3 separate regions of the Mus musculus genome follow, and regions 2 and 3 are each linked to region 1. Evidence: chromatin contacts called from public HiChIP or PLAC-seq data. All regions are on one chromosome and are shown on one strand. Each heading gives the region's core, a stretch centred on a gene start, on an enhancer-like site or on the middle of the called end of the contact. The rest is flanking DNA. Distances are from core to core; before and after follow the strand shown. Region 1 holds the start of Rtn4rl1 (reticulon 4 receptor-like 1). Region 2 overlaps Smyd4 (SET and MYND domain containing 4). Region 3 overlaps Rpa1 (replication protein A1).

Region 1 (4,761 bases), core at 772-3,271:
ACTCAGCAGTCTGAGTAATTACTGCCTGATGAGAAGGCAGGCTCAATGCAACCCCCTCCCCCATTACACCACAACACCCACCAACAGCCACCCCCATTCCCTGGCTGGACTCCAAGTCAACATCCAGCCCTCCTAAATCCCAAAATAACTGCTTCTCACACTCACACCGCCCAAGTCTGCCCAATACATTGGAGTCGATGGGGCAAGGGGTTCATGGGGAGGCGGCACGGGAAGGTGGGAAAGTGAATAGCAAAGCCCTCATCCTGGCCCACAGTTTAGTACTGATTACTGGATGCTGCTGAGCAAGTCAGCTAGCCTCTCTGGGCCTTAGTTTTGTGTCTCCACAGCTCTGTTCTAAGAGTTTAGTTTGCCAGGGCTCAGGTGGTGCAGGTTCCTGCAGCTGGCAGGAACTAAGGAATACCTCACTTTGTGTTCCCAACCCTAGAAGGACCAAGCTGAAGAATGTTCTAAACAAGGTTACTTCAAACATTTGTGCAGTCTTTCCTTTCCAGGTGTCCTCTCTGCTCCACCTGTTGAACCCAGACTTTCTGAGGGAGAATCAGGTCTGATTCTCCCTCACACTCAGCTCAAACCAGGGGCCGGGACCTTAGGGTTCTGAGTATCTGTATTCGTGCCAGTGATAATGGCCTTGCTTCTGACTTCTGATCACCCCTCCAAGTTTACTCCACAGAGAACTTAGATCTCTGGTTAGATGGCAGCTGTCACATTAGCTCCACTTCCACCCCATCCCCCACTCGCATCCCGGATCAGCTCCAGAGCAACACCCTCTTTGTCTTTCTTCCAGACACTTCCATCATCTGAACTTTTCTCTTTTTGTCCTATTAGAGTATAAACTCAAGGAGGACAGGGACCTTCTCTTTTTCACTGGCTGAATTTCCACATAGTGTAATACATAAAACTCTAATATGTTCAACGAGTGACCTGGCCCAGTCTTTTTCCTCTTAGGGAGTCCTTCTTATCCCGGGCCAGTAGGGGGTGCCGGCCTCCACCTAGGATCTCTGCTGGCTTGAACCTTCTCCACACTTGGCCCAAAGGGCCCTTGCAGGACCGACCGGCTTTTCAGGCGGTACCTCCTCCCTGTTTGGAGAATCCTCTCATGGGTGGGGTCTGTGTAGGACTAAAGGGGACCGGGGAGGCCTTCCAGCCAGAGATAGCCCACCTGAACTCCCATAGTTCTTTATACGATTTTCAACTGGACATCCCCAAATGCTAGCTGTCCCGCACATCTCCCCCCAAAGAACAGTGTCTTGGAACTCTGGATGGGCGGGCGGGGTGGGGGGAAGGCTATGTCGCCGGAGCAGTTCTGGGCAGGGAAGAGCCGTCGAGCCTCACAGGAAGGAAGGGACGCGGGTCAGAGAGGAGACGGGGCAAGGGTGTTGGACTTGTCATCGGGGCTCAGGGCCGGTACACTGTTCCAGCCGCTTCTCTTGATGACCTCCAGCAGCGAAGGGCAAACAGGCGGGGGCTGGGCTGCGGGTGCGTGCTCGGAGAAGCCTGCGGGGCCGGGGAGGGCGATTACAGTGGCCGGACGACCCGCGGATGACTGGGGCAGGTACTTGGACGGACGCGGGCCGAGGATCATCCCCGGGGGCAGGTGCAGCGAAAACACCTTGGAAGGCGGCGCCGCACGGCTGAGCGCCGCTGCCCTGGGAATAGGACGGCGCTCCGCACCGCGAGCTGAGAGCACTTTCATAAATTTTGTATGGGAGGCGCTCCGTGAGCGGGGGCGGGGAACGGAGCGGGAGGGAGGGAGCTGAAGAGCGAGGGAGGGAGGGAGGAGGAAGAGAGGTGGGGGAAGCCGGGGGGAGGAAGGGAGGCGCCCCGCTCGGCGGATCGCTCGGTCCTGCAAACGCGCGCCGGGCGCTTTCCCGGAGCTAGGCTGTGCGTACGAGCGCCCTTTTGCAGCAGCCGCTGCCCGAGGGGGCGGGGAAGAGGGGACATCGGCTGGCCGGCTAGGGGGCGGCGTCCCCCCTCAAAACCGCCTGCAAAGTGTTTGGGGCGGCAGAATCAGGCCGCCGGCTCGGCGGAGCAAGCCACTCGCCCGGGGCTGAGCGAGCGCACCGCGTTGGTTGGCAGCGCCGCGGTTGCTAGCAGGCGCCGGTGCCCTGAGCACCGGGTTTGGGCTCACCATGCCCCTGCGGGACCGGGCCGCCGGGCACAAGCGGATTCCCGGCTTGCCCCCGCCTCGACGCGCTCGGATTAGCTGCAGCTGGCGCCCAGGGATTTGAATCTGGACCCCAGGAGGGAGCGCGCCTAGGCCGACCTCGGAGCGGCGGCCCCGCGGCCAACATGCTTCGCAAAGGTGAGTTGGAACCTCAGGGGCAAGTTGGAGTTGCATGGAACCGGGCCGAGCAACAAGCCCCGGGAGCCGTCGAACGCCAGGGAAATGGGTCCCGGAAGCAGCCCCCTGCTAGATGGCTGGCTTTTGTCACAGGCACCCGCCGTGCGCCTGCTGCTGGAGCTGAGCTCCCGTTGGTGGCCTGTTGAGAGACATGGGGTTTGTTCATGGGGTTTGTTCATGGATCGAGTGGCCAGGCCTCAGGGATCTGTCTTGAGGGTTCAGAGACCAGAGTGAGAAACCTTTGATAAAAAGGGAGCTGTCCTCCTGGGACCTTTGCCTCTCCATTATAAAGTTTTGCACTTGCAGGCTCCATCCCCTGCGCAGGCACCCGCCCCTGCTTCTGCTGCTTCAGCACTGAGTACAACCCGCGCTTGGGTGCAGGCAGCGGTCAGTCACCGCGCGGCCCCGGCGTTCACCACCGTTCCTAACTCCGGAGGCGCGCCGGAACGCAGGCATCTTCCCAGCATCCTACCCTTATCCCCGGGGACCAGCCCTGAGCATTTAGCGACCGAGGGTGGGGAGTGTCAAGTGCCAGAAGTCCGGTTCCTTAAACTTTCCTAATGCCTGGATCAGAGGGACGCAACCGCCAAGGCCATGTTGGCAGTGTGCGCGGCCAGAGCCAGGTTCAACTTAACGGGCGCTGGCTCGGTGACCACCTCGCCAGACTCCCCGGCAGCAGGAGCGGAGCAAAGTTGGCGCGGGTGCCGGGGAAGTCCTGCCGCGCCCCCACGTGGTTGCCGTTCTAGGTGCTGTCCCTCCGGCCCAGAAAGGGCAGGTGACCACACGTGAGCCCGCGGACCCGTTACCCTCTGCTCCCCTCCTCTGCGTGTCTCTTTGCTCTGAGGTCCCAGTGTACTAGCTGTGGCGCCCCGCTGGGATTCCCCTGTCCCTTGCCTCGGCCCGGCGGCTGCTGAGCCTTGGTGCCTGATGCTAGCTGCTCCCGCCCTGCGGGAACCAGCTGAGGCGGGAGCTCAGGTAGCGGAGGGGCCTGATCCCTGCGCTCCAGCCTTAATCCGCCCCTGTTTCCATGGCAACAGACCGAGGTGTCGTAAGCACAGGATTCTGACCTCACAGCAGGATGGGGAAGGAGAAAGCGGGCAGGGGGTGGTGGCAGAGGTGGGGGGAGCGAAGCCCTGAGATGGGCGGAGAGAAGCAGATACCGGGAGATGAGAGACCCAGATAAGCAGGTCAGACAGGTGGGTGAAAAGCCACGCCTTCGTTATGAGTCGAAAAGACTGAGTGGTGGTCCAGCCTCAGGCAACCACGGAGGTTTGGTTGCCTCACCGTGTAAGAACAATCACAAACTTGTGTGACTTGTGCCCTCCACGTGGGTCGGTACAGTAAGAAGATGGGGGGTTGGGGGGGGACACGACACATTGCCTCTTTTTCGTTGTGGTGTGGGGCAAGTCTCTGCAGTAGTTAGAAGAACCGCTTTACTGTTTAACACCCCAGTTCCTTTTCCTACAGAAAGACACGGAAAGTCACTTCAGCAACTCAGCAGTGCTGGAGTGCAGGCCAGTGTGTGTGCACAGGGAAGGTGATTTTTACTGAGCTGGAGACAGTGGAGTCTGAGAAGCCTGGGCATGGACCATGTAGACTTGCTCTAGTGGGGAAAGCTTCCCAGACAATTTTGAAAAGGCTGCCATGTCTGGGCTGCAGGTCTGTGATGGAGATAATGGGGAAGAACTGACATCTCATTTCCCTTTTGGTCTTTTGTCTTTTGGCAGTTTACAGTTAAGAATGAGCCACAAAGCAGCCCACACACTTTATTTATATGGCTTAGGTGCCCGGGGAGGCTCCAGCAGTCTCCAGTAGCTCTTTGGTATCCTTGCTAGCCAGAAGCCCAGCTCTAGACAAGTCCAGTGCATTCTGGGGGGATGCTGCCCGGGAGGGAGAAGGATCCTTTCCCTGCTCGAGAGGTGGCCACTGGAGGCTTTGGGCTCTTTCTCCCCGCACAGATGAGGTTGGCTATTGAGATTCCATCAATTGAGCTTCACACCTGGGTTGGCTTGAGGGAAACAGAGCAGAGAAGCCCTTGCCAAGGCTGGGCGGGGCGTGGGTGGCCTGGAGCCTGCTCCTGGGACACTGTGTGAGCAAATGACTTTTGTTTTGGTCCTTTCCTGGTCAATTTCCTCTTTGGGGCGCTGATCCAATACCCTGGATTTGTCTTTTCTGCACACATGTGGAGGAAGCTCAGATTCTTTGTGTGGAATCTAGGTGTGTGCCCGAAAGCCAAAACATGCCTCAGGCTAAGGCCACAGGAGGTGGCCATTGAAGTTTCCGTTTGTAGATTTGTTCCCAAAAGCTCCAAACAGCTAGGTTTATAGGTTGGTTTGAGAGATAGTTGCCTAGCAGATGCAGGGATCCTAAACTAGAGTGAGTTTAATGGTTTATGAATT
Region 2 (4,761 bases), core at 1,683-4,182, 180 kb after region 1:
AGTAGCAAGCCATATAGAAAAGAATGAAGTTAGACTTTTGTACACTATACAAAATTAAGTGAAACAGACATGACAAACTTAAAGAGCTAAAACTATAAATCTCTTGAAAGAAACTCTTCATGACTGGATTTGGCAGTGATTACGGGATGTGTCAATAGCATGGCCATTAAAAGAAGAAATAAACTGAATTTTAGTCAGATTAAACTGTTGAGAATCAAAAGAGTATCAAAAGAATAAAAACAGCCCAGAATGGAAGCCCCCAAAATGGAAGCAAATACTTGTTAATCATTTTCATCAGGGTATTAATATGCAGAGCTAATGAAGAACTCCCACAACTCAACAACAATTTTTTAAAACTCCAATTAAAAAAACAAGCAAATAACTTGAATCAACATCGCCAAAGAAGATGATACACAAACAGCCAATAAACATATGAAACGATGCCTTCCCACATTAATGATCAGAGAAATGCAAATCAACACTGAGATAAGATACCACTTCACAGTCATTAGGCAGCTGTTACTCAAAAACAAAAACAGAAATGGTGGTGAAGATGTGTAGAAGTGGGAACCCTTCTCGTAGCCAGTGGGAATGTAAAATGATACAACCATTGTGGAAAATTGCTTGAAAGTTAGAGAATTATTGTATGGTGCAGTAATCCCACTTCTGGGTTTATACCCCAAAGAATTGAAAGCAGGATGTGAGCAGATACTTGCACACCAGTGTTCATAGCAGCATTTTCCACAGTAATCAGAAGTGGAAAACACATTTTCTTGGTGTCTTATTGCTGTGAAGAGACACCATGACCATGGCAACTCTTAAAACTCTCATTTCAATGGGGCTGACTTCCAGTTTCAGAAAGTTAGTTCATTGTCGTCATTGGTGGCATGCAGGGCCAGAGCAGCCTCTGGCTGAGGAATGAGCTGAGGTGAAACAGAGTTGGATGAAGACTAAAGACTGATGATCCCTGGCCTTGTAATCTTACTGCTTATGTGTTAAGTTGCTTAGTTCTCTAGCTCAAGGACATCTTGCTGGCCAAGCAAGAGGCCTAGGACTTGCTAACGCTTTGTGAACCAGAGAGAAAAGAAAAAGAAGAAAGGATGAATTCAAGCACACACATAGACATACAGGCACACACATTCTGTCTGGGGGGCCCAACCTCTCACTTGTCTCATCAACTTCCCAAGTGTTCATGCATACTTATATACATACACATATACCTACCTACACATGTATGTATATACATACATATAGATAAACATACATACATACATACACACACACACATATTTATTTGGGTGGATGGAGCAGAGCCCAGATGCCACACCTTATTTCTTTCTCTCTGTCCTTCTATACCTTTATAGACACAAGTTCTTTAGAAAATTATCTCATAGATAAAATTTATAAAAAGGAAAGTTACAGTAGAATGTTGATAGTTAATTTCAAAGCAGTGTTTTATTCTTTAAGCTCAAAACAACAGTTTATCCATGGTCTTGTTCATCATATCACACACTTGTGGCTTCATCCTTGGACCTGATCTAGAATGAATATTTTTCCTTGATCACAAATTTGTCCCAAGCATGTCTCTTTTTGGTGTAGTTGTGAAAGCTCATTGTATTCTTTATTATGCAGCCTTTACTTACTTTTCTTTTTGTTTTGTTTTTCAAGACAGGGTTTCTCTGTGTAGCCCTGGCTGTCCTGGAACTCACTCTGTAGACCAGGCTGTCCTCGAACTCAGAAATCCGCCTATCTCTGCCTCCGAAGTGCTAGGATTAAAGGCATCTGCCACCACTGCCCAGCCACATTCTATTCTTGATTCTGACGTTATTACATCTTTCTGGCAAACCAACTAAACTATCTCCTAAAGCTTTCTTCCTAAAATTATTTAAATCAAATCAGGAATTTTATAAAATCATTTATTCATCTAAACAGCATTAATTTGTGAAAGTTCATCTTTATGTTGATCTGCAGGAAATATGCCCAATAGGATGGGCTAAAGCTCAGGAGTCATTATACTAAATAACAGTGACAAGAAAAGGCATGTCGTAATTAAGCAGCAATCCTGGGATGAAGTCTCTTGGAACCTTCCCTCTCAGAGCTCGCCTCTCAAAAGCCATGCAAAAAACAGTGGACCATCTCTGGAAAAGTTGCTTGCCTGCCCTTAGCCTTTCCTAGATGACTCCTAACAATGCAGACAGGCATGACGCTGGAGAAGTGGCTGAGAGGTTCATATCCATGTCTGTACATAGTCTTCTGTATTAACTGTTGTCTCCAAGGCTTATTACTCTCTCCGTCTGCTAACCTAGGCCTAGCCCTGGAAGCGTCTAGCCTCCATGCAGTCTAATCTAGGTCTAAGATGTTTTTAGCCTCTGAGATTTGCTGCTGAGTAAGCTCATCTTTTCTAGTTCTTTCTGGATTCTGTTGGCTAGTTTAACTCAGCTGTTGCTGCTCAAACTCCTTTCCAAGCTAACTGATTCAATTTGACTTCTCTCAGTTTCTGACTAAAATGCTCTGCTTAGCCTATTAACATTGGCAATCTGTCCTAATCTCCTGGCTCCTTCTCATTCTCTGGCTTGTTCTGTCTTCACCTGTTCTAGCTCTGCAACCTGTCTCTGTACAAATGCCCTGGTGAAAACCCCTCCTCCCTCTCCCTCTGCCATGCTCCCTCTTATGCTGCCTCTCTTTCCTCTCTGCTCTGTGACAGCAGATCTTTCTCTAATTCATCACTCTTAATTAAACGTCACTTTCAAACATGGGTGCTTCTTTTTATAAACTAACTTTACCTTCATTGTTTGGGATTAAAGGTGTGTATTAAGGGCATGTCTGAATTCCAGCCAGATCACATAGACCTAGAATGTCTTTGGATGTGATCAGAGCAACCTTGTTGCTGGGACCTCAAAGTGACACAATTCCTGCAACAAGGCCACTCCTACTCCAATAAGGCCACACCTTCAATTCCCTCTCTAGTACTGCTACTCAATGACTAAGCATTCAACTGTAGAAGCCTATGGGGGCTATTTTTATTTAAACCACTACACACATGAATGCCTACAAATACGTGAATGGATAGTGAAATATTATTCAGCCATTTTTTTAAACAGTGAAATTCTGTGACATGCAATAAATTAAACCTCAAAAACTTTTTGTTGTTGTTGTTTTTTGGTTTTTGGTTTGGTTTTTTTTTTGGGGGGGGTTGGATTTTTGGCTTTTTGTTTGTTTGTTTGTTTGTTTTGTTTTGGTTTTTTTTGGTTTTTTGAGACAGGGTTTCTCTGTATAGCCCTGGCTGTCCTGGAACTCACTTTGTAGACCAGGCTGGCATCGAACTCAGAAATTTGCCTGCCTCTGCCTCCCGAGTGCTGGGACTAAAGGCGTGTGCCACCACACCTGGCCCTCCTTGAAAACTTTTTATCAAGTGAAATAAGCCAAACAGACAAATATGCTCTATCCAGCAAGGCTTGGTTCTGGAAACGTGAAGAAAGCAGACATGTGTACTGTTAGGCTAGGCTGTGCTCTCACTGATGGACAGTGTCTACTGTGCTGTAACCTGGAAACTCAGCTCATTCATTGTGTACAGCTTAAGTAGGCAGGGTAGCTTGGTGGACAGTCTCTGAAGAGGAACAATCTGGGGTTACAGTCATCCAGAGGAGAAAGCTGTGATCTCTAGTTTTTAGACAGACTATCAGCATCCTCACAGGACCAGAGGAAGGCTTTGCCAATTCCCATGGGTCTGAAGTACAGACATGTCAACAGAACACATTCGTTCAGGACTTCATCCACTCCCCCACAATATTATATGGTCCTTTTGTTTTTTGAGGTTTATTTTTTGTTTGGTTTTTGCCCGGCATATGATCTTTTTATATAAGGACCTATAGTAGGGCCAGCAGGATGGCTCTGTGGTAAAGGCACTTGCCATGCAAGTCTAACAACCTGAGCTTGGTTCCTAGAACCCACAGTGGGAGGAAAGAACTAACTCCTGAAAGTTGTCCTCTGACCTCCACATGCATACCATGGCATACGTTACATGCTTATACACACATGCATGCACGAAATAAATAACTGTTAAAAAAAAAAAAAAGACAGCAGTGATAGCCAGAGGTGGTGGTGCACACATTTGTTTTCAGCACTTGGGAGGCAGAGGCAGGCAGATCATTGAGTTCAAGACCAGCCTGGTCTACAGAGTGAGTTCCAGAACAACACAGAAACCGGGCCTCAAAAGAACAAAACAAAACAAAACGACAGCAGTGATGGTTGCACGATATGATAAATGTGCATAATCATGTACTTATAAGTTGATTAATATGTATCATATAATAAAACTTGATTGTTCCATGTTACTAGTAAGAATTATTTTGGGCTGGAGAGATGCTCAGCAGTTAAGAGCACTGATTGCTCTTCCAAAGGTCCTGAGTTCACAACCATCTGTCATGAGATCTGACACCCTCTTCTGGTGTGTCTGAAGACAGCTACAGTGTACTTAGATATAATAAATAAATAAATAAATAAATCTTTTTTTAAAAGGAAAAGAATTCTTTCTGCGTGTGTGTGTGTGTGTGTGTGTGTGTGTGTGTATGTGTGTGTGTGAGGTGCATGCAGATGTGTATGCTTGCATGTGCATGTAACATGGAAGCTAGTGGAGGATGTCAGGTTCTCTGCCTTCTTTCTTTCTTTCTTTCTCTTTCTTTTTTTTTTTTTTTTTTTTTTTTTTTTTTTTTTTTTTTTTTGAGACAGGGTTTCTCTGTGTAGCCCTTGGCTGTCCTAGAA
Region 3 (4,761 bases), core at 915-3,414, 130 kb after region 1:
CTGAAGCCACGACAGTCCCATGGTGGTTTGAGTAACAATACTCCTGGCTTGGTAACAATGCCAAAAAATACCAAAAAAACCAAAACCAAAACCAAAAAAAGCACAGAGCTCACATCTGAGCCAAAAAAACCGACACTCCCTATTTTTTGAAGAACTCACAGAAATCAAGAAGAAAAACAAGCAAACAAACAGCACATAACAGGCTAACAACAACAACAAGTCCACTTCAGAGGCCAAAAACCAAAAGGCAAAGGGGCTCTTAAACATTTACAAGGACAGACCTCACTCAGAACACAAGCTATAGCCATGATACTGCTCTTCATCCATCAATTCTTAAAGACACAGAAGATGGGCTGCTGGCATGACTGGGAAGAGACCAGTGTGCTCACTCATTGCTGGGGTACGCTGTAACAAGCAGAGGAGAATGTCTAACTGTGTCTGCCAATCACAGGCACATTCCCAGTTAACCCAGCAATCACTTCTGGCAAAAAAAGCCCACTCTGCCCGCACACTGGTGTACCCAGGAGGTAATTCACTGCGGCTTCTGGTGGATCTTTTTTCCTTCTTGCAGTGCTTGGGTTCAAATTAGGATCAAGCACACTTTTATAGTCAGAGCACGGAGACAAAAGGATCTAACCACAGAGTTGGTTAAATAAACAACAGAACAGCCACACCAGAACTGCTGGGGGGCGGGGGGAGGGGGGGGAGGGAAGGGGGAGAAGCTAGAATCCCAGCATTCAGGATGCAGAGGTTGGTAAACAAGTTTCAGGCTCAGTCGGGGTATAAGGTAAGACTTTATTTCACAAAAATAAATAATTTTTTTAAAGAGGACAGAAAAAAGACAGCGTAGAGAACTAGCTATCTTTTATGTAAACCATGTGGGGTACAGGAGCAGCATTTGCATTTGGTTACTTGGCGAATAGCCCTGGTAGGATAAAGAAACCTTAAACTGTGTTATCTATAAAGGGCAGCAGTGGGTGCACAATGCAGTGGGTAGGAGCCCACCCATTGCACGCCATAGTTTTGATTACAAAGTCACGCAGCTCTACTCAAAAATTAAAACAAACATTAATGCTTGTTAAAGAAACAGGGCTGCAGAGATGATGGCTCAGTGGTTAAGAGCACAGCGCCCATATGGAGGCTCTCAGCCATCTGCTTCTCCAATTCCAGGGGAAGCTAACGCCCTCTTTTGGCCTTCAAGAGCACTGCATGCACATGGTACGCTTACCTACATGCCCGCAAACATTCAAAGAAAAATACAAACTGCTATAAAACCCATATATGACCATCTTAAGATTCTTTCATTTTTTTGAGACAGGGTTTCTCTGTGTAGCCCTGGCTGTTCCAGAACTTGCTCTGCAGACCAGGCTGGCCTCCAACCCAGAGATCTGCCTGCCTCTGCCTCCACAGTGCTGGAATTAAAGGTATTTAACACACACATTATACATATCTTCCTTCTTCTTCTTCTTTTTTTAAAGCGTTTTGTTGTTTTTTGTTAAGTTTCAATTAAAAAACTACATAGTTTTATAGGCAAACATAATTAAAAATGCCAATGTGAAATAAATAATATATACATATATAACATTCTGTAATAGATTCACTCACACAACTTATATACTTAAATACAATTTTCACAATAATGAAAAGCTTTGAAATGAAGACTTCTGGATACATTAGAAACGTACCCTGAAAATCGCAAATGACGGTTTTCATTTCTTTGTGTCAGACATTAGTGTGAGTGTCTAAACTTGCATAAAGGCTCTCTTCTCTATCACTTCCTACCTATTGCAGTGGTTCTCGCTAAACCTGGAACCTGGGGCTCCTGTTCCTTGGCTGGACTACAAGGCAGCAAGTCCCAGCAATCCTCCTGTCTCACCTTTCTTGGAACCAATGTTATAAGTGTGTGTGGGCACTAGCCTTGTTACATGGCTGCTGGGACTAGAACTCTGGTCTTCAATATTAGGCATCAAGAGCTCTTAACTGCTAAGCCATCTTTCTACCCTGATTAGAATTTCTTGAAGCAAAAGAAACTCACAGATGGTCAGAGTATACACACACACACACACACACACACACATACACACACACACACACTCACACACCAAGGCTTAGTGACCACTGTGAAAAGGGAAGTGCGGTGAGGAACTGTAAAAATAAGGTGTCAGGAAAGCTCTGCACAAAATGGTGTCCTCTGGACAAGCCAGGGCCTCTGCCCTCATCAGCTCTTAGTAACTATGGTTGCCTACAGCAAACCATGCCAGGGACCACTCTAACATGGAGCTGGGATGGGCTCGAGAGGCCCTGTTATTAAAGGAGAAGCTGTAGAGAGTTGATTTGATGGATTCTAAAGTAGGGGGAATCGATTTCCTTTATCGATATGGGTCAGCCATGCTCTAGTGAGTGGCCCCACACCCACCCATGAGTATGTGTGGACAGCACACACCGGACCTGGCAAGTCAATAAAACAAAAACAAAAACAAACAAATAAACGTTCTGGTCCACCATAGTGGCTGCTCGTGGTTGGGAGCTGTCCCGCACTTATGGCAGGAAGACAGTGGCTGCAAAGAGGACAAAAGTCTCTGGAACTGATCAACTCTAGAGTCTGCTTGTTATGAGAACTGGGAAGTACCCGCTGGGACAGAAGCAGACTCTGAAGGTGATCAGGACAGAGATCACAGAAGGAGAGACTGGTTATCGGAGGAAATCTGAAACATAACTCGACGCATACTGGTCCAAACTGGTGCCCATCACTACAACAGCAGTAATTGAATTGGGCACAACATTCAGAAAACAGAAAAAGACTACAGAGTACGCACCCTGGCTATCATCAACCCAGGCGATTCTGGCACTATTGGAAGCAAGCCAGACTGGAGAAAAGGAAACAAAAAGTTATTTAACAAAACTTCCCAGAGCATGTTAAAAAAAAAAAAAAGAAAGCCAGACATGGGGGTGCACGTTTTTAACCCTAGCACTCAGGAGGCAGAGGCAGGTGAGGCAGGAGGATCCATGAGTTCGAGGCCAGCCTGGTCTGTACAGTGGGTTCCAGGAAAGCCAGGCAACAAAGAAACCCTGTCTCAAAAATCACTGACTGGGGAGAGAGGAAGTGGATCCAAGAGCAAGAGAGAGAGAGCAGAGAGAGTGGGGGTTTGGATGTCAGCGTTATTAAATGACAGCAGAAAAGATGGGCCCGACCAATGACATCCCAGAAATGGCAAAGATGAAAAAATAAACACAAGTTCTAAATATCATTTTAATAATGGCTGTGTGTCTGCTGGCTCATTCTTGTTATCCAAACAAACTAAAGCAGGGGTGGCCGGGATTTACGGCCAGCCAGGACTAGAGTGAGACACTGCTTTAAAAAAGCAATAGATGCACGCTAACCATTAATCAGCGTAACTGGAGTTTGAGGGAGGGAGTGGGCCCGGGAAGCCTGTGCCTATAAACCCAACCTGCGAGGCCTGAAGCCCGAAGGTTGAACTGAGAACATCTCAAGACAAAGCACAGGCACAATCTCTTACAAACAGTTTAAACACAATACCAGCAATAAATTGTCAGCTTTATGACAGATAGGCTGACAGGCATACCACAAAGATCGGGAAGAAGAAACGGGATTCTTGCACAACATTTTACAAATCGACACAGCTGAGCCTAGTGACAGGCCGTGATAAGCTCAAAACATGCACACTGCAAACACCACAGCATGGCCAGAGTGACAGGGTCACAGCAATACAGCAACAGAGACAGTAAGAAACATTGGAAAAGGGAAGAAGGCAAAGAGCACCACGAGAGAAAAGTTAACCCGCGATTCCATATGAGGGCCCAGCATCCCTCTCCCACCTGACAGAGAAAACCAGGAGGACGCAGCTGAAACACTGTACAACTATAAATACTCCTTCCTAGTGTAGACAGAGTTTACCAAAGGGTATCGTAATCTGAAGCACAAACATAACACTGTAAGTTACCAGAAGTTTAGACACGTTGAGAATTTAATAGAAGTTGAGACATCAAACACACGTTTGATCCTAGGGGAATTAAATTATTGGTAACAGAAAAGCTCTTTACAAAGTCTCCACATTTATAAACCAAATACACTTGTATCAGAATTGTTGTCTGAGCCAGAGGCGGCGGCACAATGGTGGCTGAGGCAGCAGGATCAAGTCTGGAGAAGCCCCTGGGTCCAGGGAGCACTAGTGAATTCAAGTAAACATTAAACATTAAATAAGAAAGACGGATTCTACAGGAGCCTAGACACCCTGTAAGGTCAGTACTACTAAGATACCAAAACCAAACTGACTCAGGGGGCTGATGAGATGGCTCAGTGGCTAAGGGCATGCACTGCTCTTGCAGAGGACCTGAGTTCAGTTCCCAGAACCCGTATCAGGCAGTTCGCCCACCTGTAATGTACCAGAGACCCTAAACATTTCTATCCTCCAAGCACAGACACACATAAACATAATTAAAAATAAATCTTAAAAAAAAATCTCTCGTGGACAGACAGCAAAAAATACTGAACGAAATCTAATCAGGTAGACTCAGCAAAGCAAATCCAAATATGCGAAAAGGATAATACAATGCAAATCCAGACTTATCCCAGAAACCCCAGGTCGCTTTAGCATCCAAAAAATTCAATCATCATAATTCACCGTATTAGCTAACCGAAACAGAAAAGGCATTTGATTATTAATAAATACAGGGAAAGCATTTGACAACATTGACCATTCACTCTTAATAAAAATGTTACCAAACAGGAGAAAGAAGTAA

Evidence for each region. HiChIP or PLAC-seq counts read pairs in DNA pulled down with a chosen protein or histone mark.
Region 2: a contact with region 1 is called in an H3K4me3 HiChIP or PLAC-seq map of embryonic stem cells, with 23 read pairs. The contact joins the enhancer-like site here to the promoter of Rtn4rl1 in region 1. A contact is called at or near these places in 5 of 39 promoter capture datasets (the C10 cell line, the HPC-7 cell line, Sertoli cells and 2 more), 9 of 484 Hi-C or Micro-C datasets (the CH12 cell line, cerebral cortex, cortical neurons and 6 more), 14 of 115 datasets of contacts at active chromatin or transcription factors (the SCID.adh cell line, SST interneurons, bone marrow-derived macrophages and 8 more) and 4 of 9 other capture datasets (adipose tissue, liver, macrophages and 1 more).
Region 3: a contact with region 1 is called in an H3K4me3 HiChIP or PLAC-seq map of bone marrow-derived macrophages, with 2.8 times the contacts expected there. The contact joins the enhancer-like site here to the promoter of Rtn4rl1 in region 1. A contact is called at or near these places in 8 of 39 promoter capture datasets (the C10 cell line, the HPC-7 cell line, cranial neural crest and 5 more), 2 of 15 datasets of contacts at CTCF or cohesin (CD8 T cells and the NIH/3T3 cell line), 7 of 484 Hi-C or Micro-C datasets (CD8 T cells, the G1E-ER4 cell line, bone marrow-derived macrophages and 2 more), 30 of 115 datasets of contacts at active chromatin or transcription factors (the 230-238 cell line, the NIH/3T3 cell line, the SCID.adh cell line and 18 more) and 3 of 9 other capture datasets (adipose tissue, liver and pancreatic islet).

Annotation. Positions count from the first base shown.
Region 1 is chr11:75,191,972-75,196,732 of GRCm38.p6, forward strand. It overlaps Rtn4rl1 (reticulon 4 receptor-like 1), which reads left to right and starts at 2,022. Exons shown (of 2, transcript NM_177708.5): 1 at 2,022-2,323. The coding sequence starts at 2,311.
Region 2 is chr11:75,374,354-75,379,114 of GRCm38.p6, forward strand. All of the region lies in intron 2 of Smyd4 (SET and MYND domain containing 4), which reads left to right. Among named protein-coding and RNA genes, the nearest start is that of Smyd4, 28 kb to the left of the region's middle. Within about 2 kb of position 2,933, at least 11 of the 459 cell types and tissues checked have an H3K27ac peak or open chromatin away from gene starts, as enhancers often do. A contact at or near this core is called in the HPC-7 cell line and embryonic stem cells, where this site is marked.
Region 3 is chr11:75,322,482-75,327,242 of GRCm38.p6, forward strand. The region is part of intron 5 of Rpa1 (replication protein A1); the gene reads right to left. Among named protein-coding and RNA genes, the nearest start is that of Rpa1, 24 kb to the right of the region's middle. Within about 2 kb of position 2,165, at least 34 of the 459 cell types and tissues checked have an H3K27ac peak or open chromatin away from gene starts, as enhancers often do. A contact at or near this core is called in CD8 T cells, the G1E-ER4 cell line, the HPC-7 cell line and 4 more, where this site is marked.